Linked DNA regions of Mus musculus: regions 1, 2, 3, 4, 5 and 6 are each linked to region 7. A link is a contact called in public HiChIP or PLAC-seq and promoter capture Hi-C data. All regions are on one chromosome and are shown on one strand. The core of a region is the stretch at or near the end of the contact, and the rest is flanking DNA. Distances in the headings are between cores, read along the strand shown.

Region 1 (3,937 bases), core at 79-2,578, 2.7 Mb after region 7:
TCTGAAAGAGCAGCCAGTGCTCGTGAATCATTTATCCAGCTCCTGTACTGATGTTTTTAAAATACAGAAGTCCCAGGTATTCACAGGGTTGCTTGTGCAGAGAGGGCGTAATATGAGAATGTTGGTTTCTAGTCATACTTTTCCTTGTCTTTTATCAACTTTGGACAAGTATGGGCAATACTTTCAATTCTGTGAAAATAGACACACCCATTGAAGACACAAAGTATGTCTCACGGTGACAACTTCCAAACCTTGGAATCCAAAGCTTATACTCAAGAATGCCATCCACGGCAAATGAAGAGCGTATGCGACCGGCCAAACTTCTAGCATATGTGTGTGACTTCTAAGGCGTGACTTCAGCTTCTTGGGTTGAGACGGATCCTCCAAGCTACTAAGCTATCATTTAAGCCTTCTCCTGATCACATAAGTGTCCGATTGATCCGTTCCTAACTGACACACTTTATTTACATCTAGTCTTTGAAGGCATACCCATACCCTAACACCGCCAGAAGTGGGTACAAGCTGTTTTGTTCAGTTGTACTCTTGCGTTAAAAATATCACTCATGAGAAAGAAAAGGCTCCGAGGTATTGAAAAGGACTCCCCATTCTGAAACAGAACTTAACCCTGTAGGGTTATCACCACAGACAAGGCTGGCAAAGTATCATGGGAGTCAGAGAACAGCATGGGGCGTCTTAATTTGTTTTACAAGCTGCCACCCCCAAGAGTATAAATAAGACCTGATAAGAACTATAAGCTTTCCAAATCTCTGATTTATTTGTCCCCTCAGTCCAACCACCTAACGTGCTCTCTGAAAAGCTCAAATTTCTGCCCTGGGAATCCCATGTCATGTTTAATTCAGTTGACAGAGGCAGACCCTCCTCTTCTAAGGGAAGCTTAGAGGCCCACATTCAAAAGAGTCTTTCATGTGTTTTATATTTAAATTTATAAAACTAAAACTAACCAACTTCTGGGACAAATAACGTACCAGTTCTGAAATAGGTTTGTTGGATATCTTCATTGCTTTGCGCCTTGCTTGGGACATGGTTTCTTTCTTTCTTTTTCTTTTTTTCTTTTCTTTTCTTTCTTTCTTTCTTTTTTTTTTTTTTTTTTTTTTGACCACGCAATGTAGAGACTGAAGAAGCCCTTCAAACTAATTCTCTTGACAGAGGGGATAATTACAAAATGAACCGATTACAGCTGGTTTAGAGGATGGCAGTTGAGGCAAGCAAAAACTGGATTTCATTCACTGGGCAGCCAGCTCCCTTCACAGAAGCAGATAGCAAGACTTGCAGACAGACTAGATTCTATCGTTCAGAAGCATCGAGACCCACTGCTTGAGGTTGGATGACAAAGAGTGCAGTTATTTTTTTTTAAAGAAAACGGAGTGAAGGAAAGAAATGATGCGTTTGTTTGCAGTATCTCAGCAGCTGCTGGCCATGTAACTCTGGATCTACCAGGGAGCCCATCCGTTCTCACTCCACTTTGTTATTGATGGACCCCACGATCCTGCGAATGTTGCTTCAACCCCCTGGCTCTTGTTTTAAAATAAACTGCATTTTAAAAATAAAATTACAGAGGGATTTATACAAAATAATTTAAAATATATCAGTGAAAAAAATTAACTTTTCTCTCCATTGTTGCCTTACGATGACATAAAACAGCTGGGTCCTGGCCCGCGTTATCCATCGAAAGGAAAGAAAATACACCTTAAATGGGTTTTGTTGCCAAATTCGGAGGATATCTCAGACGATCTGATTTTAAAGTCTAAGCCCCATGGAATTTCACTCTGGGGCCTTCATGGCAAGCATCCAGTGCTCTGCACTGCCAGAGGATAGAGAAAAAGTAGACTGGGATTTCAAAGCCGAAAGGGCAGGCAAGCCAACACTGAGGGAGCATCGATCAGCAAAGGCCGCAACTCCCGCAGCCAGCTCAAAAGCGAAAGGAGTAAGAACTTATTAATTTGAGGAATGTTAATTATTTTTGTGAACCGATGCCAGCCAGAGTAGTTAAAACACAGGTTTCAGTTTGTAGAGGAGGGAGGGGAGAGGGCGATTGCATTAGGAGGTGTTTGCAAAGCCTTTCTGTGAGGTCTCCTCCGCACAGCAGGGGTGCCCACACCTCCCTCCCCTCCCAACCCCCCACCAACTCCAATCCTTTGGACCTGCTTTAACCAGTTAGTGCCAGTGTGAGGTTTTAACCATCTTTCTTTCCTGATTCCTTTTCCACGTCATAAAGACAAAGCATGAACCTGGTGGGTAGAAGCTGCTTTCCAGTTTCTTCTATCTCGTTCATGCTATTCCACTTTAGATCCTATCTCTCTTCCGAGGACTCACCCCACAGCCCGAGCAATGGCCACCTCTTAGTCCTTGTCACTCAGTTTGGTGTATATGCGGTTTGACCTACTCTTTCTGAGCTATCACGCCCTGCCCCACCACCCTGTCATGGTTTCCACCACCCAACCTTATTCACATGAGTTCTCACAGCCACCGTCCACCTGGCTATTTCTCTCCAGTTGAGACACAGGGACTTGACACGGAATCACCTGGCTATTTCTCTCCAGTTGAGCACCGGAACTTGACACGGAAAGTCTAGACCCACGGATTTCTTGGTATGCTTGTGCTCTGTATGAACAGATTTCATGAATTCACTACGGTCACCACACGAAGGTCACCTGAAACTCAACCTTGTGTCTTTCCCCCCACCCCCACCCCTTTATCCTGAACAAATTGCGTTTTACTTTGGCTTCACTTTTGTATACCCTTGACTCACAGAAGCAGTGCGCTCTGGCTAGCCGTAGTTCAGACCGCCCATCTGAGTGTCCATGGTTCATACCCTGGCTCTGAGCTCTCTCTAGAATCTTTTCCTCAAAGACTTCACATCCTCATAGCGGCGCCACTGTGTCCTCAGATACTGACACCGTTTCCTCTACGGATGATCGTGACCTCTAACTCCTGCTCCAACCATCCACATCAAATTACCTGATGGGCGCTAAGCATGTAGCCAACCCAATGTAAAAGCACAACAGGATTTCTACAAAAATTCTCCCCCCTGTTTTCCCATCTCTCCCTGGCCCGTTCCTGCATTGGGTACTTGAGTTCATTGCGACTCTCTCCAGTGTCTAGCTAGGACTCAGTTGTCTTTTCTCCGTATCTGCTTATCATGGCAAACTCACTTGACTCTGGAAAGACTGCATCATCTTGAGCTCCTCTGTGTTGATTAGCAGCTGCTAGCCGAGACAGACACTCCTCTCCATACACTGAGAGCATTGAGCTTTTCCAGTTTGCTTTTCTATCACTTCATTATTTTTCTCATGTGACAACTATATTTAAATTGCGCTGTAAAGAAGGGAAAATGTGATCCAATGTTACACGACCATTTATTAGGAGTTTGCCATATTTCCCTTAAGTCATTTCAAAATGCCCTTATCATATCAAAAGCAGAAAGATGCCATACTCTGTATATACTGACTAATATTTCTGTCCCTTTTCTCTATGATACTACATAGACGTTATATCACTACCTCATGGCACCAGTGATTAACACAGATTCCCTAAAATGAATTATTTGAGGACAGCTTTGACCTGAGTCCTTGCTGAACCTCCAGGCAACAGGGAATGTAAGAACTATCAGGAGGCTTGCAACTGAAATGTTAAACAACTTTGCCATCAGCCTTCCTAAACAGTAATGAGCAACACTTCCTGTCAGGTTTTCATAGTGCCATTGGCCACTTGGGCACAAGCAGGTTCCCTATCACTCAGCCTGACCAATAATATCAGCATCTGTACACACAAGAATACTGTATCCCATCTCTCAATAGCATCTTCTCCACCTAGACTCATTTAAAGTCTTCCTTTGCCACAGAAGCACACTAGAGAGGCTTAACCCTTCAAACCTTAAGGCTGGGGATGTGGTAAAGTGTTTGCCTCGCATGCACTG
Region 2 (4,108 bases), core at 947-3,446, 2.9 Mb after region 7:
AGGGTAGGTTTCCCCTGAAAAGGTAGCTTTTGAAAAGTGAGGAAAACAGACTACAGGATATCTAGCAACAAACTTCAGACTACTCGGGCAAAAGAGGGTTGTGCCTGGCACATCTGACTATACAAAAGACTCTCCCAAGCCTGGGCCAGAGAACAAGCCAATATTGTGGAACTCTGCCCTCTGGGAGTGAGGTGGCCACGGCCCTCTAAAAATCCTACAAATCGGTGTATTCGGGGTTACCCTACAAACCCTCAGGAGACCAGCACCATTGGTGTCCCCTCACAGAAGGAAAGGAGAGGGCTCAACCAAACCCTCAACTGAGAGTCCGGGGCACTTCTCCTCTCTCTGGCTCCCTGCACAAGTGGTGCTTGGTCTAAGGCTTCTAGAGGACTTAGGGTATAGACTGATGTCGGGGCTCCATCTTTGGTACTGTGGGGGGCACCAAACGCTGGCGCGATGGTTGTGCTTTTTGGTTATGCCTGGGACTGAGTCACTTGTGCTCCTAATTCGTTGATTTACCAAGCTGGGACTTTATATTTCTTCCCATCTCCCCGGGAAAAGAAAAGGGAGCAGGGTAAAAGCTCTAAGTCAGCTCTGCAAGCCAAGAATTCCTTCCTTTTATTGTGCATCGTCTCAAGCTCCAGGGAACATCAGAAAAATCAGTTCTGTGAATACAAGACCCAGAAACAACTGGATCCGTAGGACAGCTGCCCTCGCGTTCACTCTCTCCAGTTTTAAAGCGGCTTCGCAATGCACAGGGTTCAGCACATCGGCGTGCTCTGTGATTCCAGCACAAATTCTTCCTCTGGGATGAGCTATTAATCTGCAGGAGACTCGGCCGTGTCCGGGAATATCACTCAGTGTGATCAGTTTATATAAATTCCTCTAGCTGTACAAAAGCTGGTGCCAAACAATCAAATAAGCCAAAACACTAGAAGAACGAAAGCAAAACCACATACAAAAATATCAAATATAATAACTGCAAAGAGTCAGAGTTTGAGAACATGGTTAACAGACAGGCAGAAAGTAAGCACGGTTGATGTTTTTTAGGCTGTCCCCTCCAGCCCCCTGGGAAATCATTTCAGACTATTTCAGAACCTATACATATTTTCACACTATGTGCAGTTGTGAATTTTTATAGTTTGTGGTACTATAATTGCGTTAGAATTACTGAAGTTGCACCTGAACTGTGGTATATTCATAAGAATCACCTTTTGATATTTGGCACTAGCTTATTGAAGGAACTCAGCTACATTTTTTTTTTAATTCTCTGAGCTTCAATTTTTGAGGATACAGTTCAAAAGTAGTTTGGACTATTTTGCAAACATAATCACTCGTGTTTATTTCACTTACACCAGTCTCTCCGCGGTCTTCACTTTGTTCTCTGTCCATGAGCAGTATCCTCCAGTATTTAAATAACCTTATTTAAATATTTACACAGCCTGCATCCTCATAAAATAATTTCTTGATGGTACTGAGCCAAGGAAGTGTACCAGTTTGACCAACTGTAAAGCCATCTACATCATTATAATATGTATAAAATGATCGTAAATATGTAACCGTGAAACCTGTTGTCCTGCATTAATTATCCTACACATTATTAATCTCATTGCACTATGTTAATACAATAAATATTATATAACAGTGAGTACATACACCTTGTGTATTTGAAGCTTACGTGTTGTCAGAATTACTGGTAATTCTGGAAAAACGTACCACCCAAACTCCACATTCATAATAAGAACGCATCTTGTTTCTTTTATGTGTTTTGGATTTCGGCTACCGGCCCTGAGAACTTCCTAAATGAGAGGTAGGAACTCTGGCAGAGGGAGCAGACACAGGGAGTCTCCGCAGTCTGGAGCTGGCCGCACAACCTGTGGAGTCAGAGTTTCCTGAGCATGCGCAGTTCATCAGCTGTGCCTGGCGAAGCTCCTGTGTGATACACCAGCTTTTAACTTACAAACACTATGAGGTCAGAGAAGACTGTGGACAAAAACAAAGAATCTTAATAACGACATTTTAAAATGCTAGTTTTAAAGGTGACCTTTTAAAATGAAACTGATTTATTTATATCCGACAGATTGGTCGATCTCATAGAAATCAAGGTTTTAGAAGACAGACTGCAGGCTGCTGGTTTGAAACTTAGGCTGTTGGTGGTGGGGATGCGGTGCATGGCTGCTAGAGCAGCAGAGAAATTTTCTTTGAGGGTGTAGTCAATGTTGCAGGCTGCTCCACTAAATAACGCCATCCGTGTTCATGAAAGCAACCCTAATTAAACTCAGTGGATCACAAACAAGCAGAACAAACAGATAAACACACGTGAAAATTGGAGTGGAGTTTGTCACGGAGAAAGATGGATGAGAAGGGGCCATGAGGTGAAATGACTGACTGGCGGTATTATATACACAAGTGCGATTTTCAAAGAATAATCAGTTTTTAAATAATGACAGCAGATCCAGGAGACAATGTTTTCTTTCTTAGGGGCTGCTCTTCCCACCCTTCTAGGAACTCCTACATCCCCACTCTTTCTCCTTTCTCTTCCCCCTTTCCACAGGATATGTATGGCTTTCCTCGCTTCCCATGACTTCTCTCCTCTTCCCTTTCCCCCTGGCCACCATTCTCTGCACCACAGCATCGCTCACTCCCTTAAATGACCGTCCTGCTCTCTCTTGCTCGCTTTCGTTTGCTTATATGAAAATGCCTCTTGGCAAAGTCTCTCCTCCAGATACCCCCGGCCCTCGCGCAAAATGCCTGGAAAATTAATTCCATGTACATTTTAGGAAATATCGCTCACAGCTGCATTTTTCCATTAGAAATGGTTTCAAAGGCTACAGAAAGAAACCACAGCCAAATGAGGCAAAGTTTAAGTGAGAAAACATGTGCGGACCATTAAGCCGAGTGACAGGAAAGAGGTTACATTTCCAGAGCTACGGAGTTCTGCAAATGCCCTTCAAGCAAACAAGAGCATTTTTTTTAAAACTTAAAAAAGAATCAGACTGTCAAGGCAGAATTTACAAAAATAAAATTCACATTTAGACTGAAGGATAATTAAGGCTCAACTTCGTAAGCAACTCGTAATCAGGGGCCACATATATGAAAGTAACTTGAGGAGTGTGCTAACGATGAAAGAGAGTGCACCAATAGTTCACCTCATGAATTACGATGACCCTTTTGACTGACATAGATGTCACTCCCCATTTTCTGATTTTTTAACATGTCATCTATATACACATAATAACAAGATTAATAGCAGTGAACTATTGAAGCATTACCTAATCTACTGTGTTTGAGAAGAAATAATAGAAAAAACAGCTCTTTTTACAGCATTCCCAGTTTCAGAAGAATCTGCATACATAGTCTTGTTCCATAGGGGGCTAGCACTGTGTGTCTTTGAGAGAAATGAAGTGGCGTGCTCTGTTGCTTAAATACCTTGAAAAGAAAGTGGGATGTAGACAGGGTTTGGCTGTGATAGTAAGCGGCCATTTTGACTTTGTGAGGCTGAATGTCCATTGTAACCATGGGTTTTCTAAATCAATCATGAAGGACCTGATGTGAAATATTAACTCGATGGCCAAGGATGTCTATGAGTTAGAAAGACCTCTAAGAGGAGGGGTAACAGGGAAAATTGGAGGCTTAATTTACCCCGTGGCTGACATCTTGCTTCTCTGCCACCCTACAAAGGTCAGCTCTGAAACACAGCTTGGTTTAGAGGAGCCATTGCAAACTCCACCTACCAGCCAGTCAGCTGACTTGGAAACTGATGACAGCTCAGGGGACAGCTCAGGGGAGCATTTCCTCAGCAGTGGCTTCTGCTGAGAGAGCTCCATTACAACTGTGTCCTGAAATGCCACAGGGCTGGAGATGTTGAGTCAGGCTCCAGTAGCAATATATACATTCATGCATACATACGTACATACGTACATACACACATACACACACACATACACATGCATACATACGTACATTTATATATACATACATGCATGCATACACGTACACACATGCATACATACACACATACATGCACACACACACATGCACACATATAATTTATCTTAACAATGTTTCTAGAGTGGAGCTAAAATTCTTTGCAGAATCAGAACACTTT
Region 3 (3,885 bases), core at 362-2,861, 2.9 Mb after region 7:
CCTGTTTAACTCAACAACACGGTGAAGAGTGCAGGACAAAGACGAGCTCAACAGACGACCGCAGAGGATTCTAAAAGACGAAAATTGGTTCCAAAACGTGGCAAGTGCATAGACATGTGCTCAAAATATATGCAGATTGTTTAATATTAATGCCCATGCATAATTCTTAATATTCGCATACTGCTTTTAATTTGTATCAATCTGTGGTAATATTTATAACAAACACTGCTCTTTTGCTTACAGTAGTGGCACAGATTTGCCTTTTCAAATGACTAATTTTTTTTTTAAATTGAATGCAGCTTTAAAAATTTGAAAATAGTCTCATGCATGCTGGTTAATGTAAAGCAGTCAGAGGTTATGGGGGTAATACACGTGAATAACTTAATGTAGAAGGAATTCATTCTGGCACCAATGTTCAAGACTGCCTTGGTACCCCTCCCTGCCACAAAAAGGAACTTAAATATGCAAATCACCTACAGCTAAGTTAACTTGATAGTCCTCTTATTAAGAAATAATTACCAGTTCTCCTGTCTTCTACCTTGAGAAATAATCATAAAAAGAATCTTCTGTGTCATCATGAAACTATAAGCTGAAGGACAACTCAAGCAAGGTGAGCAGGTGACTCACGTGTCAATGAAACAAAAACACAGTCATGAAGGTGATGGGAAGATGCCCAGTTGCTCTGGCAACTGCAAAAGCTTCCTGAGGCAGACGTCGTGGACCTAAGGCCTGAGGAGAGTGCACTGGGAGGGAGCAAGGACTAGCAGGTGTGGGTAACTGAAGAGAAAAGTGTGTAGGTAATAAGTGAGCTCCACACAGATAGGACAGAGCTAGACATGAAGAACTGGATGTGGCAAGAAACAAGACTGAAAAGACAGACAACAGATCATGAAAAGGCCTACCTCTGCAGCTCAAACTCCCTGCCAGAGGGAAATGGAAATGGACATTTGGAAGACCTTGAAGGGAAGCAATGCATAGCGAGATACCAGAGCGCACACAAGTCAAGTTCCCAACAAAAGATGGAGGCTGATGCGTAGTCCCTAATGAGACCACAGATGAGATCTTAAAAGAAATAGTCCATACTAAGTGGCCTTGATTCCCTTCTACAAGCAAGCAGGGGATGTGAAGGATATCATGATGCTCATATTTGCATTACAGATGGAGGTGTTTTGGGGGATGCAGGGCAGCTAAGGATGGAGGGAAGAGATTGGACCTGTCTCCATAACAGAGTGTAGAGAAGACAACAGTAAAGGGACAGAAAGCTGGGAGGAAGAACCGCTCTAGGAGCCTGGTTTCCCAACAACAATGGCAGAGGCCAGGTCTCTCCTGACCTCTGAAGCTATTGACCTAGTTTCCCATGGCATCCATGTCTGGGATTCAGGAATGGAGACTGTCCCAGATGTTGGTCCATTTGGAGAATTGGAGATTAGCTACTACCTACTGCATAGCTCTGTATGGTCCCAGAATTCACAAAACAGAACTGCTAACCAATGCCCGTTACCACCAGCAGGAATGCTGTCTGTTTCATTTTCAAACACTTCCCATTTGGCCATGACCTGTGACCTTGACTGTCCTCATAATCGGATGTAAATTTATTAACACCTTTGAGTTGGTTGCCTGCAACTGTATGTCTTGGCCATCACCCAAGCCTTTTGTTCCCTACCATTCATCTCATGCTGTGTGTTGCTTTTCTTTAAAAGCCTTTTGCAGCTCTGAGTTTTTGGATTGCTATCTGTTTCTCTCTCATGCATTCCTTCGTTAAAATTGATTTCTGAATGAGGAAAGACTTTTAGAGAGATACCAGAACCTAAGCACCAGAGGTAGGGATGAGAATAGCCGAGATCTGAGTAACATTATTTTAATTGCAATTTAAAGCCAAAAGGCAAAGACTTAGCAAAGGGTTGGTTTCATTACAGTTGTTCCATGCATGAAATGAACCATTACACACTGGAAAAGGAGAAATCATTCCAGAATGGCTTAGTTATAACAAACACAATGAGTTCCAACAAGCTGTTTTTAGTCCCATGGCCAAAAAATGCATTCAGTCGACATTTAGGATTTTTTTTTTCTTGATGCGGCGTTATATTTTGAAATGTTATTTCATGTTGTGCTCCTTTCTAGAACATCTTTGCATTGAATAATGAGAGAAATGACCAGCTGGTCTCTAGTAGTTACAAAGCTCTTTATAGGAGGCAGCGGGATGCTGGCAGATGGTGATTTTAGGTGGAGGTCTCTCTAAGAATAGGTTTGTGGCACCTTGTTTGTGTAAAATATACAGCCTCGAATTTCTGAGAATCAGGGCATGGTGGTTTATTGAGATAGCAATTTGTATTTTGATCTCAATGCAGTCTTGTATTCCTTCATTAAGATGAGAAAATATTTTGGGCTCAGTGGATTTAAGGTATAAGGCCCAAGACAAAGATACTCAGTAAGAGCCTTTCTTCCTAACTGTTGATTTTAAAATTCAGAATTGAGACTATTCTAGGACCAGGAAAGGAGAGGAATATAAAGAAAGGTCTTCAGGAGCTGGAAAGCAGGAAGAATAGTTGTGCATCTTTAAAGAAACTGAATTACATTAACTTTGTGTTTGTGTGTGTGTTTGTGTGTGTATGCCTGTGTCCATCTGTCTCTCTGTGTGTGTCTGTGGGTATGCCTGTTTGTGTCTCTGTGTGTGTATCTGTGTGTGTGCCTGTGTGTGCATGTGTCTGTGTGTGTATATGTGTGTGTATATGTGTGTGTTCATGCCTGTGTCTGTCTGTCTGTATGTGTGTGTTCATGCCTGTGTCTGTCTGTTTGTCTGTGCCTGTATGAGTCTGTGTGTCTATATGTGTGTGGCTGTGTGTGCCTATGTCTCTGTGTCTGTGCTTGTGTTTGTCTGTCTGTGTCTCTGTGTGTACCTGTGTCTGTCTGTGTCTGTGTGTATCTGTGTGGGTGCCTGTGTCTGTCTGCCTGCCTGTCATGACTCTGTGTGTATATATCTGTGTGTGCGCACGCACGTGCCTGCGCATGTGTCTGTGTGTGTGTCTGTGTGTGCCTGTCTTTTTGTCTGTCTGTCTGTGTGTCTGTGTCTCTTTGTGTGTGCCTATGTGTGTGTCTGTCTGTCTGTCTGTCTGTACACATGCATGTCACAGAGTATGTGTGGAAGTCAGAGGACAGATTGTAGGGGTCATTTCTATCCTTCCACTGTGTGGGACCTGGGAATTGAACTTAGGTCAACAGGCTTAGAGACAAGTGCCTTTAGCCTTGAGTCATCTCAATGGCTCTGAATCTTTTTAAAAAGTGGCTGGGAGTGGACAGTGGTATGTGGTAGAGCAGCAGAATTGACCCTGACTCCTTCAGAAGCCCTGCCATGAAGCTCTAGACTAGGCAGCAGACATCAGGACCCTACTTCTGCTGCTTGGCATAGGTGGATCCAAGTCCCTTAGACTTTAAGAAGACATTAGGAAGGAGTCCTCTGTTAGTCATGGTCATGTATATTGACTTTTTCCCCTGTACTTATCACATTGAAGATAAGAGATTCTAAAAATGTTAGAAACAAATAGACCTCTATTTGCACATGGGCCTTGGAAGTTCTAGACAGCTCCAAAGCTGATTGCTCACTATGCTGCAAATTATCTATTTGTAATCTGGTTCAGAGTGATTTGAAATGGGCCATGCTGTTTGTTACACTGAAGGGTATCAGAGGCCTAGAAGATAAGATGCCCTGATCTTCATCACAATGAGAAGCGGGGAGGTAGGACCAGATGGTGGTGGGCTGGGAGAAGCAGATTCACATCCTTACAGGAAGCTCATCACTCCATCACAACGTTCTCAGGAAGCTTTTTACTTCTGCCCTAAGTCCTTCATGTGGGGACAGATGTGAGCCTCCACTGTTCATAATCCAGC
Region 4 (4,005 bases), core at 756-3,255, 2.7 Mb after region 7:
TCTGTCTCAACTGCCCCAGGATCACTAGGACACCTGTCTGTCTCGGTTGCCCCAGGATCACTAGGGCGCCTGTCTGTCTCAGCTGCACCAGGATCACTCTTTTCTGTGACTATTTGTTTGAAAATCTATCACTTTTTAATACCATACAGTGACTAAGGGAATGAAATCCATGTGAATGATTACTTTCGTGGTGCCAGATGTAATTATTATAGTAGTTTCTAGGTAGATGTTGAATGAATCATATGACACACACACATAAACACACACATACATACATACATACATACATACATACATACATACACACACACACCACACACACATACACACTCAGGCCACACACAAATACACACATATGTACACACTACATACACAAACATGCACACACACATACACACACATACATACACATACACACATACATATGCATACACACCACACACATACATATACACATACATAAATACACACACCACATTCACACACACACACACACACATATATATATACACAGAGCACACACACATTCATACACACACATATATACACACACATACATACACACAAACTACACACACTACACACACCACACACACATACATAAATACACACCACACACACATGCATACAGACACATATACATTGTGCCCATTCGTAACACACTATGTGGTCTATCTCTAATAGTTTTCTCGCTATCTGCAAGATGAATTAATAAATCTAACCTGAGTAATATTTTAATTATACAAGTATTTTAAAAATTCATTAAGATATTTAATGTACTTGAGGAAAGGTACTAAGAAAATTTAAATCTCTAAGACATGACAATGCCCGTGTGTTTGCTGAATGACTAACCTTGGAGCAGGAGCATTCTCTCAGCTACTACAGAACACCCCTCAGCTCTATAAATACGGATAATTAATACTCCCTGTGATTAACACATGAGAATGACGTAATAATAAATGTAATGATAAGGCTGAGGACACTCATTCTTTTCAAGAAGTGACCCAAATAATTAATTACAGATTGATATCTACCGAAAACACAAAGAAAGGCTCTGTGCTATAGAACTGGTTCAACCCAGTTCGGACTGTAACAATTATTTGGTAAAGATGATCTAAATGCATTGCTTAAAATAAACGTGCCATGCAAAGTTTTGCAAATCCTTAAAATGTTCTCACTTTATGTATGCGTCGTATGGGTGAACTAACCTCTCACACTATCTAATCCTTTCCACTTCAAAAGCCCTTCACATATTGGTTAGAAAATAAAATAAAATAAAAGACTAATAAAAATAAAAACCACGTCCCCCAAGAAGCAGCGACATGTGGCCCAAACCAGACAGTGAAAATAAAAAGACCTCAAGCCTGGAGATTGAAAAGGGAAGACAGAATGGTCTCAATGTGTCTCTTTCCTTGAAATTACAGGAGGCACAGCTTTCCCCTCCTCCCTCCTCCCCACTCCTCTCCTCTCCCTCCTCCCCCTCCTCTTGCTCCTTTTCAACTTGCAGACCAGCAGATTGATTTACAGCAGTGGCTTTGAATGCAGGACCATCTCAAAAACACAATTCACAATTTTCACAGCATTCAAAAGCATCCTTCATCTTTCCTCTCCTTTTTCTCTATCATCTTCCATATCTCTTTTGTTCCTTCCTCTAGGTTTGAAAAGGACCTAGCCACCTCTGACCTAGCATGTTGAAACAAGAACACTTCTAATTGTCTCCCTGTCGGGTTAGGTAAAAGAAGAAATGTTCCCAGCTGTGTCCCCTACGACTTACTCAGACTATCACACTGCTACAGTTCACGGGGACCCTAGTGAAGTCTTGGCTGCAACTGCCAACACTCCTGAAATATCAATACAGTAAACTAGCAGGCATCAAAGGGATTCCTAAATCACACCAAAGACAGCTTTACTACCCATAAAGTAGAAAACCCACGAAGAAGAGAAGCTGCCCTGGCTTGACTGTTTATTGGCCAGGTGGAACTGATTAAGAATGTGAGAATCTGTGGTACCAATAATCAGGGGCGTCTTGTGTTCAACACAAGAAAGGGTTTCACATAACCTAGCAATAGCAGGGCACCAGTACTCAAGAAATGCAAACTAGCAGCTATTTATACTCAAGATCTGGGCTGGACAGGCTAGCTCAAAGAAAATAATATTGGAGGAGGGTTGGAGAGGGCAGAAATCTACTCTTGGAAACCACGGACCAAGATCACGGCTTCTAGGCCGATGAATGCAGAGATGACCCCAAGTGAATTCAGCATGTGCCATATTAAAATAGACGGGAAGCTTATGGCTAGGTCTGGACTCATTTGAAGTCCTCTTTATGATGGAGAACAAAATATGGGCTTCCCTGCTGGAGATGATTCTTGTCTATGGTCCCCGTTACCAGATGTCAAAGTGGGAAAAGACACCACTGAAGAATAACACTCCAACGAAGTTAGACCAGGAGACATTCTGTCTCCAATCTTTGATCAGAGGAAAATAACTCTGCCTTAAAATGCTAAAGTACTAAGGTTCAGAAAGATATTACATATGGCTAGGATTTATGGCACAGATGTACAAGACCTTGAGAAAGATATTGAGGCAGTATGGCTCTAAATGTGTTTGTAGTATATTTATAAATAATCTATCAGGGTGGTAGTGTCACATCCCTTTAATCATAGCACTTGAGAGGTGGAGGCATGTAGATCTCTGATTTTAAGGCCAGCCTGGTCATTATAGTAAGTTCTAGGATAACCACGGCTACACAGAGAGACCCTGTCTCAAAAAGACAAAAACCAAAAACAAAAACCAAACAAGCTATACAAATAGTCTATGTTATCTTCTCTTATGTTTCCTGTCATTCATTGTGCAATTCAGAAAAACCAAGAGGGAGTTATGCCAAAATCCCACATCTTTATCATAAAAATCATAGCTACTGAAGACTAATAATTTCAATAAGCTTTCCAGAGAACTTGGTAGCTTTCCACAAAATAATAAGAAAATGAATATACGAAAAATTAAAAATGAGTTTAAAATTTAGAGTTTGCTTTTAATTAAAAAGTTCAGCCTCCATCATATTAAAAAACTCTCATCAAAATATTTTATAAACAGTTTTCAAAACTCATTTAATTTCAAATGTTAATCCATTAAGAACTTTAGAACATAGATCATTAATTGTAAGCGACTATCAAAGGAGATCATCTTTGCCCTGAATATACAAAACATAATTTAGTTAAAAATAAAAATGCTACTTTTAAAGGGAAACCACACATAGAAAACTTTGAACAGATAATATGTGTAGAGAAAAGTACATGCTTGGAAATTATACATCAATCATCAATAAAATAAATACAGAAACACAGCAAGAAAAAATGTAGAATGTAGAATTTAATTGCATTATTATAATACTGTACAAAAAAGAAAAAATTAAAACCATATTGAAGACATTAGCATATATGAGAATTCATTCTTCCACAGTGTTTCCATGATTGCTTAGACATTGCTGCTGCGTGTACTCCAGGAAAGTTAAGAATATGGCCCAATGAGACATCATTAACTGATATTCTAGGGGGAGGGTAAGATTTCCTTTCTAACATTACTGAACATTTCTTAAGTGTGAATGTAGTAGCAGACAACAGTGCATCACATTGTCAAAAGTTGAGCATGCTTGATCAGAGTAATTCTTTGTGATTCTAGACATCAAAGAAAAGCTATACAGAAAAGCAAGAGAGTTTTTGGACATTGGGTTTTGTTTTAATGATGAGACCAGTGCTGGTTTAAAGAATGGCCCCCATAGGTTCATTTATTTAAATGTTTAGTTATTAGGGAGTGGCATTACTTGGGGGAGGTTAGGGTCTTGTTGGAGTAGGTGTCAGCTTGTTAGAGAGACTGTGTCACTAGGAATGGGTTTTCAAAAGCTCGAGGTAGGACCATTGTCTCTCTAGTCCTACTCCCTGTGGATCATGATGTAGAACTCTCAGGCATTTCTCCAGCATCATGTCTGTCTGCATGCCATGACAATAA
Region 5 (4,032 bases), core at 1,066-3,565, 2.6 Mb after region 7:
AGCCAGTCCACATCAAATGACTGATGAACTGAACCAAGAGAGAAAGTTCAAGTGAGTACTGTTTTCAAAAAGAAGCCTGAAAGTTATTTGAAGAGAAGAAAAGGTGCTATGAGAACATTTTACATAAATACAAACAGTATGTTTACACACCCCAAAATTAACACTGGAAAGAGGACAGATAAAAACTAAGCAGGCAGCTGAAAAGAGACACTTCAACCCTATAAAACACAACAGAGGTGGGCAGTCTTATGTCCTAAATTACAGCTTAGGAAACATTGTTTGATATAAGAAGAAATGGAATAAAGTATAATCATACAGAAACTTAGTAATAGGGTTGATTACTGGACTCATTTGAATTTATAGACATTGAAATTATGTTTCCATGTGCCATGAAGAACATTAATATTTATTATGAGAACCAAAGACATTAACAAGGCAAGATGATTTGAGTAAAGAAAAAAGTTATCAAAATGAAATAAAAAAAAAGAAAGAGTAAAAGACTCCTCAGGGTCTGTGTTTCTGGCTCAAAAGGAAGTCACTTGACCTCAACCATTTGCACCCATGCCTGACATCCCCATCCCCATGTCCAGAGCCCACACGATAGAAGCAAAGAGGCAAAGACCACAAGTTGTCTGCTGAGCTCCACACAGGTACCCATGTGAGGGCAAATGGATACACACATACCTGTTTGGACAAATAAATAAAACTTAATGATCATTTTTTAAAGAAAAGAGTTGTCATACTTAAAAAGCAAAAGAAAAGTCCAAAAGGCAAACAAGAAGTAATTAATCAAACAAACAAAGAAACAATAGCACAAAAAACAATGGAGTTGGCCAGGCATGGTGACCTACAAACAGGGTGAGTTCAGGCCAGCCAAGGATACACTGTGACAGAAAACGAAAAACAGGAAAACCAAAGAGACAGGGAGAGGAAGATGGGGAGGAGGAGGGGAGGGGAGGGGGAGGGGGAGGGGAAGGGGAGGAGGAGGGGGAGGGGGAGGGGGAGGGGGAGAACCTCCTCTCACACTCCTGGAGCATGGAAAGAGCAATGCTTAGGACACAATATCTGAACAAAAATGAACCATTGCAAAAGCATAGGAACTATTTCAAGGGAGGATGCAAGAAAAAAGATGTTTTCTAAAAATATACAAACACACACACACACATACACACACACATATTCGCACTGAGAAAAGATGGGTTTTAAAAATACCTCTGGCATCTGGCATCCTTCTCTGCAGCTGTAAGTTTCTAAAATAATGGGGGGAATGACAAGAGAGTTCCTAGAAATAAAGTTATGGCTCAGAACTCTTCACACTGCAGAATGGAAGGGAAGTGGCGGACATGGCCAGAAAGAAGATCACAGGCAAGTGGACTCCTCTCTTACAGTCCGTCACAAGGCAGCACGAGTCTAAACAATTTCCATCTGTTCTTTGGTTTCATTCTCATATGGTCCTGATAATGGAGGCCTTGGTTGTCATTTTAAAATGGAGAGGGGTCTGGAGAACTGGTCAGTGGGTAAAGAGCTCGCCGCACATATGCAAGGACACAACTTAGAATCCCCAGTCCCCAGGTAAAGACGGCTGTGTGCATTTATATGGTGAAATCAAAGATGGAGATGGGAGAGCCCTTGGAAGCTCTGAGGAAAACTTCCTTGCATAAGAAGAGGAGAACAAAAAGCCTCACCCTCAAAGCTGGTAACAGATAAGACTGACATTTGAGGTTATCTTGTATTCTCTATGTATGGGTTATGGCATATGTACCTATATTCACACACAACTTGGTACACACACAAACGTGCACATATATTATACACCCACATGCCATTTTTTAAATGAAAAGGCAGAAATGTAGACCAAGCAGCCAGGCCCTCACAGCCCTATTTCTTACCCACTCCCTGACCTTAATTTTCATCTTTTGAACCTCAGATGGACAGACTGGACAGTGACCTATGACATGTCTGTTCTTCTGTCCACAGCCATCCTTCTACCTTGACCGTCCTTTAAGATGCTCATGCCTTTAATCCCAGCACTCAGGAGACAGAGGCAGGCAGATTTCTGAGTTCGAGGCCAGCCTGGTCTACAAAGTGAGTTCCAGGACAGCCAGGGCTATACAGAGAAACCCTGTCTCGAAAAACAAACAAACAAAGATGGACACTCTCTCTAATCCCAGTACTTCCTGTTTGTTGCTTCACTTCTTGTCTGCTCCTCCACTTCCTGTCAGTTGCTCCACTTCCCGTCTGCTGCTCCACTTCCTGTCTGCTGCTCTATTTCCTGTCTGCTGCTCCACTTCCTGTCTGCTGCTCCACTTCCTGTCTGCTGCTCCACTTCCTGTGGTTGCTGTTGGTTGGTTCACTTGTTCCAGTCTGTGTTACATGATTATGCTCCTCAGCTCTACAAATCCTGTAGCTTTCCCACATCTTTGCCTCTTGTAAAGCTGTTTGGTTTTGTTTTATGTGAAGCACATGGCTCAGAAAGCAATTGGGAACAGAGTTTGATCCTAATATTATCTGTGTGTCTTCAGTATCCATAACATTGCTGGACATTGTATTTAAATATAGACTTGGTAAACTCTTTCTAGTGAATTTTGATAGTTCTTTTTTTTTTTTAACTCTCTGTGTTCTTGCTCCTTTTTCGTACTTTTGTGGGGCCCACTGGATAGACAGAGTATTCCTTTCCAGTGTAAATTAAACAAGGCATTTCTATTTTTCTCTTTTCAAGATAAGACTCATTCTAATTTGCCCACCAGGGTCGGTAGTTTTCAGAGTATAACAAAGAATACAGCATGCCCTAACTTCCACCCTCCCTCCCCACTACATTCTCTCTCTCTCTCTCTCTCTCTCTCTCTCTCTCTCTCTCTCTCTCTCTCTCTCTCTCTCTTTCTCTCTCTCTCTCTAGTTTTCTTCCAGGTCTTAGCAGCTACATGGAAATGTATCCTCATTTAGAAAAAAATGGGTTCCACTAACTTTTGGTTTGTCTAGCTTTGTTTTTTGAATTAGAGCTCACATGGCAGCCCGAGATGAACTAGATTTTACTATGTCACCGAGGCTAACCTTAAAGTCAAAATGACTCCCTGTCCTCATCTTTCTGTTTTAACTACACTGTTAAAAGAAGAACGTAATTTAGATTTTCTACACAGAATCCATAATATAAAACAGTCTCAGTAGAGAACAGCCAGTGCTGCAGAATTCAGCAAGCATGTGTGAATCCCTCAAGGATCCCAAGTCCACCCATAAAACAGATGCGCACATACAAATTTACAGTATACGTGAGTGCATGTATAGGCACACATATTTACACATTATTTTATATTTTAGTATTTCAATATAAATATATTTTAATAAAATAGGTATGCAATATATTATTTAAAATAATGATATAATAAAAGGGAACTGCCACCCAGGGGACACAATGGATAGCTGTAATATCCTTTATATTCTGATATGACTTGAGATTACTCTGTGAAATATAACATGACATATTGGAATGCCATGGTTGTTATTGCTCATGTTCTCTTAGCATCTCAAAAGTGTCATTGGCTCTCACAAAATGAGTCTGGAAGCACATACCTCCTCTTAGCAAGCTGCACGTCTTTTTCTTTGCAGTTTTTCCACTTCTGTATGTTACACCATGTGAAGTTATTTGTATTACTCTCTTAAATATTTAAGTTATGTGAACCTAAATTTGCATTTCCATGAATTCACAGAGGCCTCCTATTATATGGTTTTGTATTAGGAGAATTCTACCATCTACACACACACAAACACACACACACACAAAAGTACCCCATGAAATATTTATGTTATTCGATTGCCTGCTTTATTATGGTACAAATGAATAAAAGCTTTGAACAAATCTTGCTATGCAGTCCTTTTTCTACATTTACAGTATATTTTAAGGAAATATCCCCAGGGTCCACTATTAACTGTGTCCTTAGGCACAGGCTGGGGATACAGTGCTTCTCTCGTTCTTCCTTTCAAAAAGACCCACTGTGCATTTACTGATCTTTTTAAATGACCAGGTAAGACTGTTAT
Region 6 (4,067 bases), core at 1,498-3,997, 2.7 Mb after region 7:
ACTTTGGACCTCAGCAACAATAATATTTCAGAACTGAGAACTGCCTTTCCACCCTTACAACTCAAGTATCTGTAAGTATAAATTACCCCCCCCCAGTGAGAATATTGTTATAACTGGGGACAGGGGTGTGTTTAAGATGCAGGCAACCCGACTTCACTACTATGGAGTGGAATGTAACTTTCTCATGGATTTGAATAAGTTGAATAGATTCAATCTTCTTTCTTACAATTTTGTATCACGATTATCACGATTTAAAAGCAAATGCTCCAAACTAGGGCATTAGTAACAAATTCCACACAAAGTATATATATATATAATGTAACAACTATTCGTCACCTTCAAAGATCTGTCAGTCTTTGCTGTTAGTATATGTATATTAGTTACTTGCTGCCTGTACTCAGTTCCTGACAAGAAGCCATTTGAGAAGGCTTGTTCTGATTGACAGTTTGAGGGCACAGTTTTATCATGGCAGAGAGGGCATGCTGGGAGAAGTGGCAGGCAGCCCTGTGACATTGTGGTCAGGAAGTCAGGCCAGATTATAGAACCCCAAGTCCCGCCCTCTGTGGTCTACTTCCTCTAGCTAGGCCCTACCTCCTGAAGATTCTACAACCTTCCAAAAGAGTGCCACCTGCTGGACAATAAGTGTCAGACCACATGAGCCTACACAGGACCTTTCTTATTAAAACTACAGTGTGTGAATCTTTTTATCTTTATTTACTATTTTCCTGGTACTGGATATAAACCCAGGGCTTCTTTACCTGGCAAGCACTCTGCCATCGAGCCATATCCCAGTCCATATGTGTAAACCTTAATTTGTTCACAGGGAACTCAGTATTAACAATTTTAAGGGTGCACTTATGGTCACTGGAGAGTCTCTGCAGTGGGGAGATTGAAAGCACTTTAACTTCCCGAAGAAACCTGAGCAAGCCTCGGCTGACCTTCAAACTCTCAACAGGTATATCAATAACAACCGAGTGTCGTCCATGGAACCAGGGTATTTTGACAATTTGGCGAGCACGCTCCTGGTGCTGAAGCTGAACAGGAACCGCATCTCAGCCATCCCTCCCAAGATGTTTAAACTGCCTCAGCTGCAGCACCTGTAAGTGAACATGGCCTCTAGGACATCACACTCTCACCTCTGAGCCTCTGGGGTCCAGGTCTGATGCCCACAGTGGGACAGGAGAAGTTTAGGGGCAAGCACGTGACTATCCTCGCTTTCATGGCGCAAGTGGTGGAATCTCCTGATTGGGAAAAGGCTTGCCAGTTACCTCATGCCAGCAGCTGCCTGACAGGACATGCTAGATGGTGGCTGAAGGAGCAGGGTGATCACTCTGCTGCCCCTTCACAAAGGTGCCATTGTGGACCTGAGGAAACCACAGCGTCTCTCCATAGCTGTGGTTTATGAGAATAATACCAACAACTTCAGGGTGCTTTGATAGCCTAAGTGGCAGTAAAGAACTGTCTCGTTAAGAATGGTAGAATGGTTTGTGAACAAGGCTCCCGCAACGGCACTTTTCAACCTTGGCTGCACATTACAGAGACTTGGGGAGCTTTTTAAAACCCCAGAGCCCAGGATTCACCCTAGACCAATTATACTAAAACCTCTGGGGGCTGCAATTCGGGCTTCGAGAACTTTTAGAGCTCCCTAGGTGGTTCTAGTGTTTGGCAGACATAGAAAGTGTTGCAGCCTGCAGGAAGGTACCAAACTGAACGTTAATTGGGAATGATGGTAGAGCTTTGCATACACGCGGGGCAGGATTTCTACACCATTCCCCGGCACCCCTCCTGCTTTTCTGGGATGGTTATCATGCTCGTTCTGCATCAACAAAGGCTGAATATAAATTTGTTGACTACTATCCTGAGTGGACAACCATTTAGAAATGAAAATCTAGTGTGTTTCCTTTATTATATTATTCATATATATATATCGTGTTTTACATAGGCATTCACTCCCTGTAATAAATTGGAGGGGAAAAAAATGAAATCCTTGTCAATAAAGTGCCTGGGAAATGGAAAACATTCTTGCAGTTTTAGCACTGACTGGGTTAAATATATTGCAGCGTATGACACGTTTTTCTTACCATTAGAATTTAATTGTCACATGAATTAACGGCTTAATTGTAATGTCCAACACAGTGAGCTGAACAGAAACAAGATTAAGAACGTGGATGGACTCACATTCCAAGGACTTGGTGCACTGAAGTCTCTGAAAATGCAAAGAAACGGAGTGACAAAGCTGATGGATGGAGCTTTTTGGGGGCTGAGCAACATGGAAGTCCTGTAAGTGTGGGTTACCGAAGTTCCCACTCAGATACACTGACCCCCAAATACTGAGTGGACACCTGGTAGCTCTCCTTTGAAAAGCCTCATTAGATTCTCATGCTATACAATCATAGTTATAATTACTTAGTCATGTTCCAGGTGAACTGCATGAATCTTTTGCTGATCTCCTTATATATCAAAGCCGACTATCTAGGCGTGTTAGGGATATGTCATCAGTTGCTTACAGCCAGCTATGCATGGCTTTGAAGAGAGTAGATCGTGAACTCTGGATCCCACCCTTGGTTCTCATTGTACATGCAGGCAGCTGGACCATAACAACCTAACCGAGATTACCAAAGGCTGGCTCTATGGCTTGTTGATGCTGCGGGAACTTCATCTGAGCCAGAACGCCATCAACAGGATCAGCCCGGATGCCTGGGAGTTCTGCCAGAAACTCAGTGAGCTGTAAGTTGCCTTTTATTCTCCTCAGGTTCGAGAGCAGGGATCCTGCTGGAGTAGGAGTTTCTTACCATTGACCTGTGAAATTTTTGCAACAAAGTTGCCAAGGCGACAGCCGCTTTTCTGTGTGCCCCTGATGCTGTGTTTTCGGCTGTGATACTTTGGAGCCAATGCCTCTCTTTGCAGTTCTTTGTCGAGTTGACAGAAGTAGTCATTGTTTCATGGACTATTTATTTAATTTTAATTACTGGGATTAGGAGTAATGTTTACCTGGTTACTGTAAGGCAGAATGTTAAAACAGGATTATTGTAGTTACATTTATTACCTCTTTTTTAGAAAACAGATTATTATGTTGAATGGAAAGATAAAAGCTTTGTTGTTGTTGTTGTTGTTGTTTTTTGCAGAGACCTGACTTTCAACCACTTATCAAGGCTAGACGATTCCAGCTTCCTGGGCCTAAGCCTACTAAATGCCCTCCACATTGGGAATAACAAAGTCAGCTACATTGCTGACTGTGCCTTCCGGGGGCTTACCAGTTTAAAGACTTTGTAAGTTACACATTTTGCTCTTGGTACACGAGCCTAATTGGTTCCTAAATGTGCCCACTTTTCTCCCAGCAGATTTCCTTTGTTGTTGAGGAAATGTGTACAGCCTCAAAAGTGGGCTCTTAATCTTTCCCAGAGCAGTCTGATTAGAATAGATCTATTTCATCCATGTGTGTTTCTTAAAGGGATTTTAAAAGGACGCTGATCAGCGTGCCTGGTGATTGCAGTGTCCCTCTTCCACGGCATCGCTAGGAAGTTCAGAACTGCTGAAGAAAAAAAAAAAAGAAAGATTTAAGTCCACTAAGTTTTGTCTTTATAAAATGCAGATTAAAAACAAGACGCAGCAGAAAGAACTATAGAAAGGGCCTGAAGGGAGCCGAGTGTTTATTCTTCTGGTTCCCACCCTTTGATTTCTGTCCTCAGGAAGAAAAGCATTGCATTAACTGACCTGAAAAATCTCTCCAATGTTAATTTAATGTGGGCTTCAGGATTTTGCACTCAGAAACCCTGCGCTCTGTCCCATCTGAACCATTAGAGTGGAAAGACATGCTATATGCTTTGGCTCTTCTCTGTCTTTGTGATGGGGACTTGTTTTTCTTTTTCCTTTTCTTTTCTCTTTCTTTCTTTTTTCTTTTCTTCTTCTTCTTCTTCTTCTTCTTCTTCTTCTTCTTCTTCTTCTTCTTCTTCTTCTTCTTCTTCTTCTTCTCCTTCTCCTCCTCCTCCTCCTCCTCCTCCTCCTTCTTCTTCTTCTTCTTCTTCTTCTTCTTTTTTTTTTTTTTTTTGAGACAGGGTTTCTCTGTG
Region 7 (3,940 bases), core at 94-2,593:
CAAAAAACCTTGTTCCCCCAGGAAATGAGTTACCATGTAATTGTGATAAAATAAAAGTCTTTAATCATACGAGACACTGGTCTTTTGAAAGAGGTCATTTGAAGATATGTTGTGCACAATGATTGCCATGCCCCGGAGTCTCACAAACCTACCAGATACAATCGATTAAAATTCAAAACCCTATATTATTTTGTTTTGGATTTTTATTTGAAATTGCTTCAGTTACTCCCAATTGAAAAAGTAAATTATTGCCTTTTTTAAAGAGTAGACTAAGTACAATGATCAAGTTAGAAAAGAATAAATAAAAAATTCAAAATGAATAGAAAACTGTTTAATCATGACCTTGATACATATTTTCTATTTAAAAGCACACAAATGCCTAAGGCACACCTCCCACTAAATGACAATGTTCACAAACTCTAAACAGCAAAGTTACAGGTGTGCCTAGCTTAGTTGTGTCTGACGTAACAAATCTTTTTAATAAAATTTGCAGGAATGCTTTGTTAAAATAGCCCTCCCAAATCAACTACATAAAACCCTTTAGATAGAAAATAAGGCTAAATTATGTTACCATAAAATCACCAGCTAAAACATATTCCTTAGTTCTTAGTAACTATGGTAATAAGTGGTAGTTTATAGATGGTGGAAAGAATTATGCTAATCTTTCAATGACTCAGGGCTGGGGAAACACAACTACTTAGACCTGGGGAGAATTTAGCTAGTTTGAAAAATTAACCTAGTGGAACGAGAGAGGAGTCAGTTACAGACAAGATCCCTGAGTAAGCGTTCCAGAGTCGACATTTTCTCTCATTGTGTCTAAGTCTTACTCATTTTTCGTACTATCCTAACCACTAGCTTAAATGTTTTCTCATTCATAAGCACGATCAAAATGAGCTGAGTCTAAGAAGTCCTTTCTTGGAAGATCTTATGTACACCGCTTAAACCAGGACCCAATTTGGCCAAACCTTAAGGACATGACCTTCTAGGATCTGTCTCTGAAATCTCTGTAAAGTTAGGATATTCCTTTAGCAATGAATATGCTATCATGGGATTGTGTTAAAACCCCCTTAACTTTGACTCTGTCAGAATTTGTTAGTTGTAGAAATTCAAAATCCTCTTAAATCGGATAGTGTAAGAAAATTCTTGTTTATTTTTTTGGAAGAAAAATTATGAGTCTCCGTGACAGCCGGCAAAGCGTTCTAATCCAGATTTACCGCTAGAGGGAGACATAGTCCAGCATTTGCAACGTTTGCTGTCTTATACTTTTTTTTTTTTTTTTTTCTTTCTGCAGGAAGGTGGTTTGCTCTCAGCATCTGCAGCCACTGCTGACAGAATTGGGAGGGAGACAGAGGGAGTCAAAGCCTCCCGGTCCAGCCGTCCCATTTTACTGCTTAACTCAGCCTGGAGTGTCAGAACCCATCTTTGCCTGCCTTCTCTGTGCTTTGTACAGTGGGGCCAGTCGCTCCCAACGGCCAGCCCGCTGAGTGGAACAGGGGTCTAGGGTGGACTAGCAGGGCTCTGCCCGTTGGGGTGACTTTCGAACATTATCTTTAGTGTATTTTAACAGTACAGAGCTTGTGGTGGGACTCAGAGAGGGAGAAGCTTTGATTGCTTTTTAAAATTATTTTATTTTATTTTATTTTTTGGCTTTTTTTTTTTTTTTCTTCTGGTGATCTGGATTTGTTTCCTCGGGCCCCTCCCCTTGTTCCGTTCTTTCTCACTCCCGCCTTTGGCGAAGTGACACAGGCGACACCTGCTCGCTTGTGTCTGCTGCTGGAACTCGCACCTCCAAGGTGGTGAAGGTGCCGGCGCGCTCGTGACTTGGGGGGACAGCAGAGGGGTTCCCTCCCTTGGAGCACACGATGCGGAGAGTGGCGGCGGGTGGGATGCGAGGAGCTCTACCGGCTGCACTTGGAGGCGCGATCGAGGGGCTGCAGCTGGCCGGGAGTTGCTGCTAAGTGGACGCGACTCGACGGCGCCCAGGTGTCCGAGAGGGCACCCGCGGGACCCGAGTGCGAGCTGCGGGAACGCAGGCGTCTCCCGGGGAGGACGCCGGCCGAGCGCACAGCCCGCGAGCCTGCTCAGAACCGCTCCACACCGGGAGCCTGCAGACCTGGGAGAGCCGGGGAACTCGAGGAGTGTGCTCGGCGGCGGAGGCTGCTCTGCTGAAGGTGAATCACCGCGTCCAATTGCCTTTCCCTAGAGAACCCGGGGGAGGGCGGGAGAGGGGGAACGTGTGAGCGCGCGCGTTTGTGTGCAAGGGAGAGCCGACGCGGGGCGAGAGGAAAAGTCCTCGCTCGCCGCTCAAAGCAAACAAACCGGAGATGGAATAAGAGCGGCGGTGGCTGGAGCCCGCCTGGATCCTCGCAGTCGCGGGAGCCGAGCGCACCACCGCGCGCAGCGCATCGCCGGGGACAGCGGGCGACCGCGGGCGCCGCCGGGGGCTGCGGAGACTTTGGCTCTCCCCCTCGGTCGACGACCCTTCCGATTACTTTGACACTGTGGGATAAAGAGCAGAGCCCGGGGACCGACCTCGCGCGCTGCACCTTCCTTTTGCTTCGGGGAAGGGGGACCCCAGCTTGTAGGTGAAGACGCTGCCGAGCCCCCCTTTAGCCTTCGGAGGAGGCAGCACTCACACTCGCTCGCCCTCTGCGAACACACACCGGCGGACTTGAGGTCCCTATGCCCCTGGATGGTGCCAGCGGACCGGCATCTCGGAAGCGATGCAGGAGCGGTGAGGCTGGCGTCGGCCCGCGGAAGCTACCGGACCATCGCTAGGTGCTGCCGCCCCCGGGACGCCCGGCTGCAGGTAGGTGCGAGCCGCGCCTTCGGGGGCCTTCGGGCTTTGGGGACCACAGTGGCCGCGCGAGGTCTGCGCGCCTCCACAGCCCTCACCAGTACTGTCTCTTCCCTTGACTATCAACTGGGCCCGGGGGCAGAAACCGGCTCGTCCCAGGAGGCCAAGATGAGGGTAGCTGTGGTCCCGCAGTCGGCATCCTCCTGCCCCCTCCCCTCCCGGCAGACGGCGAGGATAGGGGCGGGGAAGAGGGACGCCCGGAGGGGGACAGAGCCATGGCAGGAGGCTTGGGGAGCAGGGTCCATCTTATTTCAGAAGGCGAGAGACCCAGGCGAGGACCGAAATGGGGTTCAAATGGATCCCTCACCAGTCCTGGCTGGTGGGCATCTGACACTTTTCATAAGCAGTTGGGGGGGGGGGTCGCAGTCAAGGGAGAAATCAGTGAGGGGTGATGGTCCACGGGAAGCTCTCGCATCTGGAATGTCTACTTTCTGTCCACTTCTGACTAGTTAATTCCCAGGCCTGTCTGCAGAGGGTGGGCGTTTCCAGGAGAATATTGACTCGTCCACCTCTAACTATTTCCACAAAGAATCACATTCATAAGTTCCGGGGCCTCACCCGCTTAAAGGTTTATTTAGCTCTGGGAACAGTCTCGGTATTACCGAAGGAAACTGCTTTCTGTAAAGGGTACTTCAAGGGAGCTTTCCTAAAGTATCGTTTAATAAACAGCGTTGGCGGGGGGTGTGGGGGAGAGCACAGTTCGGGGTGTGGGGGTGGGGGCCACGACTAATGGCTTGTCATTTCTTTCCGGGTAGATGACTTCCACATCTTGCCAGTAGCACAGATCTTTTTCTGCCCACCTGCTTTGCTGTCCATTCCTCCTTCTAAGAGGCTAGGTGTCTCCCAGGAGGTGTTTTCTTCAGGGGAGGGATGACTCTTGGCTCTTAGTCAGCAATGCCACATTTACAGAAGGCGCTTCTGCAAAGGCAAAGTTTGAGGTCTGTCGCTCTGTTTCTCTGGAGCTGCGGGCTGAGCCATCCGGCCTCCTCTGGAGGCCACTCCATAGGCTCTCTAAGAGCCCTAGGGAGACCAAGCTTTTCCTCTTGCTCCACATTCCACTGCGTGGCCAGTGTTAAACAATTG

What was found. Promoter capture Hi-C pulls out the DNA fragments that hold promoters and counts their contacts. HiChIP or PLAC-seq counts read pairs in DNA pulled down with a chosen protein or histone mark.
Region 1: a promoter capture Hi-C map of the SN4741 cell line shows a contact between it and region 7, with 6 times the contacts expected there. The contact joins the enhancer-like site here to the promoter of Tafa2 in region 7. A contact is called at or near these places in 9 of 39 promoter capture datasets (3T3-L1-derived adipocytes, the C10 cell line, the SN4741 cell line and 6 more) and 3 of 115 datasets of contacts at active chromatin or transcription factors (embryonic forebrain, embryonic midbrain and embryonic stem cells).
Region 2: a contact with region 7 is called in a promoter capture Hi-C map of second pharyngeal arch cranial neural crest. The contact joins the enhancer-like site here to the promoter of Tafa2 in region 7. A contact is called at or near these places in 8 of 39 promoter capture datasets (the 3T3-L1 cell line, cranial neural crest, frontonasal cranial neural crest and 4 more) and 2 of 115 datasets of contacts at active chromatin or transcription factors (embryonic forebrain and embryonic limb bud).
Region 3: a contact with region 7 is called in a promoter capture Hi-C map of hippocampal neurons, with 13 times the contacts expected there. The contact joins the enhancer-like site here to the promoter of Tafa2 in region 7. A contact is called at or near these places in 9 of 39 promoter capture datasets (the 3T3-L1 cell line, the C10 cell line, the SN4741 cell line and 6 more), 2 of 115 datasets of contacts at active chromatin or transcription factors (embryonic forebrain and stem cell-derived neural progenitor cells) and 1 of 9 other capture datasets (embryonic stem cells).
Region 4: a contact with region 7 is called in an H3K4me3 HiChIP or PLAC-seq map of craniofacial prominence, with 20 times the contacts expected there. The contact joins the enhancer-like site here to the promoter of Tafa2 in region 7. A contact is called at or near these places in 4 of 39 promoter capture datasets (3T3-L1-derived adipocytes, cranial neural crest, maxillary cranial neural crest and 1 more), 5 of 115 datasets of contacts at active chromatin or transcription factors (craniofacial prominence, embryonic forebrain, embryonic hindbrain and 2 more) and 1 of 9 other capture datasets (embryonic stem cells).
Region 5: a contact with region 7 is called in a promoter capture Hi-C map of liver, with 8 times the contacts expected there. The contact joins the enhancer-like site here to the promoter of Tafa2 in region 7. A contact is called at or near these places in 8 of 39 promoter capture datasets (the C10 cell line, the SN4741 cell line, cranial neural crest and 4 more), 1 of 484 Hi-C or Micro-C datasets (nephron progenitors) and 1 of 115 datasets of contacts at active chromatin or transcription factors (stem cell-derived neural progenitor cells).
Region 6: a contact with region 7 is called in a promoter capture Hi-C map of hippocampal neurons, with 17 times the contacts expected there. The contact joins the enhancer-like site here to the promoter of Tafa2 in region 7. A contact is called at or near these places in 14 of 39 promoter capture datasets (the 3T3-L1 cell line, 3T3-L1-derived adipocytes, the C10 cell line and 9 more), 16 of 484 Hi-C or Micro-C datasets (the C2C12 cell line, Sertoli cells, adipose-derived mesenchymal stem cells and 12 more), 6 of 115 datasets of contacts at active chromatin or transcription factors (astrocytes, embryonic forebrain, embryonic hindbrain and 3 more) and 2 of 9 other capture datasets (adipose tissue and liver).

The regions. Positions count from the first base shown.
Region 1 is chr10:125,947,168-125,951,104 of GRCm38.p6, forward strand. No RefSeq gene overlaps it. Among named protein-coding and RNA genes, the nearest start is that of Gm29944, 11 kb to the left of the region's middle. Within about 2 kb of position 1,329, at least 29 of the 459 cell types and tissues checked have an H3K27ac peak or open chromatin away from gene starts, as enhancers often do.
Region 2 is chr10:126,142,150-126,146,257 of GRCm38.p6, forward strand. No RefSeq gene overlaps it. Among named protein-coding and RNA genes, the nearest start is that of Gm30041, 50 kb to the left of the region's middle. Within about 2 kb of position 2,197, at least 38 of the 459 cell types and tissues checked have an H3K27ac peak or open chromatin away from gene starts, as enhancers often do. A contact at or near this core is called in second pharyngeal arch cranial neural crest, where this site is marked.
Region 3 is chr10:126,159,875-126,163,759 of GRCm38.p6, forward strand. No RefSeq gene overlaps it. Among named protein-coding and RNA genes, the nearest start is that of Gm30041, 68 kb to the left of the region's middle. Within about 2 kb of position 1,612, at least 10 of the 459 cell types and tissues checked have an H3K27ac peak or open chromatin away from gene starts, as enhancers often do. A contact at or near this core is called in hippocampal neurons, where this site is marked.
Region 4 is chr10:125,920,341-125,924,345 of GRCm38.p6, forward strand. The region is part of intron 1 of Gm29944 (a long non-coding RNA gene); the gene reads right to left. Among named protein-coding and RNA genes, the nearest start is that of Gm29944, 16 kb to the right of the region's middle. Within about 2 kb of position 2,006, at least 15 of the 459 cell types and tissues checked have an H3K27ac peak or open chromatin away from gene starts, as enhancers often do.
Region 5 is chr10:125,898,451-125,902,482 of GRCm38.p6, forward strand. No RefSeq gene overlaps it. Among named protein-coding and RNA genes, the nearest start is that of Gm29944, 38 kb to the right of the region's middle. Within about 2 kb of position 2,316, at least 10 of the 459 cell types and tissues checked have an H3K27ac peak or open chromatin away from gene starts, as enhancers often do.
Region 6 is chr10:125,994,479-125,998,545 of GRCm38.p6, forward strand. It overlaps Lrig3 (leucine-rich repeats and immunoglobulin-like domains 3), which reads left to right. Exons shown (of 19, transcript NM_177152.5): 4 at 1-71; 5 at 956-1,099; 6 at 2,137-2,280; 7 at 2,584-2,727; 8 at 3,126-3,269. Among named protein-coding and RNA genes, the nearest start is that of Gm29997, 17 kb to the left of the region's middle. Within about 2 kb of position 2,748, at least 18 of the 459 cell types and tissues checked have an H3K27ac peak or open chromatin away from gene starts, as enhancers often do.
Region 7 is chr10:123,262,733-123,266,672 of GRCm38.p6, forward strand. It overlaps Tafa2 (TAFA chemokine like family member 2), which reads left to right and starts at 1,344. Exons shown (of 5, transcript NM_001252387.1): 1 at 1,344-2,809.